Regions from separate parts of the Ovis aries genome. Here region 1 is linked to region 2. Evidence: chromatin contacts called from public Hi-C data. All regions are on one chromosome and are shown on one strand. Each heading gives the region's core, a stretch centred on a gene start, on an enhancer-like site or on the middle of the called end of the contact. The rest is flanking DNA. Distances are from core to core; before and after follow the strand shown. Region 1 has its middle 81 kb from the start of ALDH1A1. Region 2 has its middle 62 kb from the start of ALDH1A1.

Region 1 (2,700 bases), core at 7-2,506, 140 kb before region 2:
TTAAGTTGGCCAAACTCCTTGCTTCTTGGGGGAATTTTATTTCATTAACTAGCAGATCTGGTTCATTTTCTCACTGCTAAAATGGCACAAAGGCAAGCTTCAGCCAGATAGATAAACAGTGTTCTACCTGCGGATGACTTTTCTTTGAAATCAAGTCACTGGGAATCCCAAGACACCACCTGACATGCATCTGGTATCGCTGTGTCCACTAGTGTGGACTCGACTGTCAGAGGTCTGGCATTCAGTCCTGGTCCTCTCTGACTCCTCACATGTAGCGGGCTATTTATGAATTAGTGGGTTGGCCGCCCTGAGTCAGAATGTTATTTTTCCTCAAGTCCTGATTTCACAGACAAGAGTCTCAAACCCACCGATTTCATACAGCTTCAGTGACAATTCCAATTCCTATGTTGATGTTCCTAGGAACACCTACTTGCTAGATCTTGGATAATGTACTAATAGACCGTAGATACAAAGGAAAAAATTGAATAATCAAGAAGCAGATCCTAAGTGTCTACTGGAGTAAGAGAATGAATAAAAATGATCAGTATTCTCTCCTAGCTATCTCAGCCAAGCATACAGACTATTTAAATACCCTTCCTGTAAAGGAACTATTCCACTTAGAATTTTCTGAGAAATACCTAGAAAATATAACTAATGTAAATTTACTCGCATCATTTGAATGATAGAATTGGCAATGCAAATGGAAACTTCCTAGTAACCCTGAATGAAGATCTTTTCAGGTATTTATTTAAAGAAGAGGAGACTTCCAGGTTTGCTTTCTGGCCTGTTGTTAAGTCATTCCAATAAAAACAACTCGATATATTTAGTCTCCTCAGTCAATAGTATTTTATTATCTTTAGGGATTGTTTTGGTCTCCACATAGAGGTTGGACTGCCAAAAAGATAAACCAAGATATGAAACTTACTCTATTCTTCAAAATTAAAAATTATTTTCCCTGGTGATATGGGCATGACTCCCAACTGAATCATCCAAAATAAACTAGTTAATTAGTTCCAGGATGGATAAGACAGACTATCCACAAAAAGATTATACTACATATAAGCTTATAAATATTCATTCTCTTATGTTGATAGTACTATATTTGGTCTATGGATGTGTAAAGAAAGTGAGTGAGCCTAGTAAGACTTTAAAAATGTTGTTCATCTCAGTGCATTGATTAAGATGACAGGCCAGGATTCAAATGCCACCCCTGCCACCTACTGTTGTGTGAGTATATGCTGTGTGTGTTCTCTACTACTTGTGTTGTGTTCTCTACTCTCACTTCCTTCTTCTCCCTTCCTCTCCTACCCCCACCCTAAACTCTCCTGGACCATGATCTCCCGAGGGTCAAGTTCTGGGTCACCTCTATCCCAGCCCTACCTGCACTGTCTAGCCTGAGGCTTTGCCCAAAGGACTCCTCAGCAAATGCTTGTTTAAGGATGTTTTTAAAAATGCTTTTCAGAAACTCCGTAGCAAAAGGCTAAACCTCTCATTGTGGACTGTGCATGGTAACTATACATTTCAAACTAAGCTCAGGACATTTATTCTGACAAGGTATGAGAATATTTCTGGCACAATAGAGTGCATGTTTTGGAATGAAAAAGACCTAGCTTTGAATTCTGCCCTGAATTTACCACTTAGCCTGCAACTTTGAACAGTTATAAAAATGTTGGTTGTTGTTCAGCCGCTCAGTTCTGTCTGACTCTTTGCGACCCCATGGACTGCAGCATGCCAGGCTTCCCTGTCCTTCACCATCTCCTTGAGTTTGCTCAAACTCATGTCCATTGAGTCGATGATGCCATCCAACCATCTCATACTCTTGCCTCCTTCTCATCCTTTCCTCAATCTTTCCGTGGATCAGGGTCTTTTCCAGTGAGTCAGTTCTTCCCATCGAGTGGCCAAAGTATTGGAGCTTCAGCTTCAGCATCAGTCCTTCCAGTGAATATTCAGGATTGATTTCTTTTAGTATTGTTTGGTTTTATCTCCTTGCAGTCCAAGGGACTCTCAAGAGTCTTCTCCAGCACCACAGTTTGAAAGCATCAATTCTTTGGCACTCAGCCTTCTCTATGATCCAACTCACATCTGTACACGACTACTGAAAAAGCCATATCTTTGACTAAATGGACCTTTGTTGGCAAAGTGATGTCTCTGCTTTTTAATATGCTCTCTAGGTTTGTCATCACTTTTCTTCCAAGGAGGAAGCATCTTTTAATTTCAGTCATATATTTATTCTAGGGATGCTCTGAAGATTTCACCACAGTCAATGTGAAGTGGCTAGTTCAGGATAGTAGTTCCTAGCAGCTAGAACATGCTATGACTTTGGGCTAATTCCATCCTCACCGCCCCAGCCACAGTCTTCATCTCTGGAGTGGAGATAATAACTTCCTTGCACTAGCTGCAGGAATTAGATGAAGCCATGATGTGCTTCAGTTCAATTCAGTTCAGTCACTCAGCCGTGTCCGACTCTTTGCGACCTCATGAATCGCAGCACGCCAGGCCTCCCTGTCCATCACCAACTCCCAGAGTTCACTCAGACTCGCATCCATCAAGTCCGTGATGCCATCCAGCCATCTCATCCTCGGTCGTCCCCTTCTCTTCCTGCCTTCAATCCCTCCCAGCATCAAAGTCTTTTCCAGTGAGTCAACTCTTCGCATGAGGTGGCCAAAGTACTGGAGTTTCAGCTTTAGCATCATTCCTTCC
Region 2 (2,700 bases), core at 74-2,573:
TATCTCTTCAGAGCAATCAGAGAGGCTGCATCCTGGGCTGAAGTCCTGAGTTTGTCTGCCAAATAAAGCTTAGCTCTCAGTTTTAAGGTTGTGCTTTTTTTTTCTTTTTCCCTCAGTCAACAGTCCCATGGTCAGGAGTTCAGTCTCTGAAGGATCAAAAGCACTCCAGGAACTGTTTCTAAAAAGAAGAAAAGAATGTATCAAGAGAGAATCCATTTGCTCCCATATCCTAGAGGTCTGCACTGTGGTCCTCCTCTTGGGGTTTTCCAGAGGCTCCCTGCAGCAGCCTTGTTTACCCAGATGCTTAGGATCTTAGAATCTGCCACTGTGAGGCTACAAGTGGTCAGGCAGGACCACTAGACTTGCTGAAGAAACTTCTTTTGCCTTTTTTTTATTTTTTAATTAATCATTTCTTTTTCTTTTCTTTTTTCTAGCTCTTTTTTCTTGGTCATAGCTCCTTCTTAATTTATTTCTAAACTCTTAAAAACCTTCCCACATTACACAGGTAAATTTTACAGTTCATCAGTGCAAATTTTTATTTCTCCTTTGTTTTCCCTTCCCCCTAATTTACAGTCAATCCAGTCAATCCTATCAAATCAGTCAATCCTAAAGGAAATCAACCCTGACTATTCATTGGAAGGACTTGATGCTGAAGTGGAAACTCCAGTACTTTGGCCACCAGATGCGAAGAGCTGACCCGTTGGAAAAGACCCTAATGCTGGGAAAGATTGAGGGCAGGAAGAGAAGGGGGTGACAGTATGTGAGATGGTTGGAGGGCATCATAGATTCAATGGACATGAGTTTGAGCAAATTCCAGGAGACAGTAAAGGACAGGGAAGCCTGGTGTGCTGCAACCCACGGGGTCACAGAATTGGACACAACTGAGCTACTAAGCAACAACTGCTTTACAAGATCTGAAATTTTACTTAATCCACAACATTCTTTTCATCATCTGTAATCACTCATATAAAAATGTGAGAGGAATAAAAAACATTAGTCAGTTTAAAATCTCAACTTTTACCCTGTTCTAGCAAATTTATAATAAGTCTATAGCATTCACTTATTTTAGCTGGTTCATATCCCCATGCATACCTTTTTATTTGAGAATCAACGCATAAAGATTTCTCTAATTGTACAGCATTTGAATTATCGCTGTAAGTGTCCCAGGAGCCATAAGAAGTCTAAAAGTGGCTGCCAGGTCTTGTGCAACTTCCAAGACTGTGTATAGTCTTCATGAAATCAGAATAGTTCAGGGTCACCGTAGCCAGAGGAATGTGAATGTTCTTATTGCTCCCTGTTTCAGTTCCGTTGCATGGGACAGTACTGATTCCCTCTGGGACATCATGACCTTTTGTCTTGCCTAGCCAACACAAAAGGCCAGTGTACTCAGTTGAGGAACTCCTGGCCCTGGCCTGTGACTCCCCAGCTGGCAGATTCAGGTGACAAAAACAAGTGAATCTCCTTGATTCAGGTGACAGAATCGAGGCAGAGCTCAAACAGGGTCTGTTCCAACAAGCCATGGGTGAGGTCCCAACCTTTGTCCTCAGTTACTATACATTTCTACTCCTGGACTTGAACTCTGCTGTATCATAACAGTTTTTAAAGAGAATTGCTGAATAAGATGATTTACTGCCCTGCCAATCTGATGGGCCTGCCAACCTCTTCCACCTGCCCCACCATTGGGGTACACACTGCCCACTCAGGGTGCAGCCTAGTGTGTGAGCTCAGCATTGATATGTGGAAGGGGAGCCCTCTCTTGCTTTGCTTCCCCTCACACATGATTAGTTTTAGGAGTGACTGAGTTAGGGGAAGTCAGTAATTGGGAGAGGACACTGCCGGGTTTATGCTAGTACTACCAAGGGGGTGCAGTAAGCCTTGTTCTGGGAGTGCTGCCATAAGCTGCCGAGTGAAACAAATCCCGATGTGACAGGCCACTGCTGGGATGACACCCAAGTAAATGAGCAAATGGGAAGAACATCTCCCTTTTCTCCGTTTGCCTTTCAGTCTCTGTTGTGCCCCCACTGGTAGAATCTAACAGGAAACTTGCTGGAAAGGAGGCAGACTATTTGCAAAGTTGAAACCTAGGTATCACAGAGCGGAGTATAGAAGGATGGGTTTGGAGATGATATACATTATGTTAATATTCAGCTCAGCACAAAACTGATCGTTAATTTAGTCTACTGCACAACATGTATAAAAGCAACTTGAATTGGCTTACTTTCCATATTATAAAAGCAGTATATACTTATTGAGTAAAACTTGGCAAAATAATATGTCTCCTATAATCCTACAGTTTAAAAAATTGGTATATCTTTTGCCCTTATTACACACAGACAAACACACACATACACACACACATTTTTTAATGAAGTATAGTTGACTTACAATATTGTGTTATTGGGAGTACAGCAAAGTTATTTGGTTATACATATATCTTATTTTGTTTGATTCTTCTCAAAATATTAAATATAGTTACCTGTGTTATATATAAGTCCTTGTCATTAATCTATTTTATATATCCATTGATTCCATACTCATAATTTATCTCTCCTTCACCCCTTTCCCTTTGGTAACCATAAGTCTGTTTTCTGTGTCCACATACACATCTTATTTTTGCAGAAACTAGAATCATATTCTGCATGAAAGTTTTGAAACCTACTCTTATACTTAATAATCTAATATACTGTTAGCATCTTTACT

Evidence for each region. Hi-C and Micro-C count contacts between places; a contact is called where the count stands out from the background.
Region 1: a contact with region 2 is called in a Hi-C map of omental adipose tissue, with 2.7 times the contacts expected there. The contact joins two enhancer-like sites. A contact is called at or near these places in 7 of 16 Hi-C or Micro-C datasets (hypothalamus, liver, muscle and 3 more).

The regions. Positions count from the first base shown.
Region 1 is chr2:63,829,362-63,832,061 of ARS-UI_Ramb_v3.0, reverse strand. No RefSeq gene overlaps it. Among named protein-coding and RNA genes, the nearest start is that of ALDH1A1, 81 kb to the right of the region's middle. Within about 2 kb of position 1,256, at least 1 of the 54 cell types and tissues checked has an H3K27ac peak or open chromatin away from gene starts, as enhancers often do.
Region 2 is chr2:63,686,159-63,688,858 of ARS-UI_Ramb_v3.0, reverse strand. No RefSeq gene overlaps it. Among named protein-coding and RNA genes, the nearest start is that of ALDH1A1, 62 kb to the left of the region's middle. Within about 2 kb of position 1,323, at least 8 of the 54 cell types and tissues checked have an H3K27ac peak or open chromatin away from gene starts, as enhancers often do.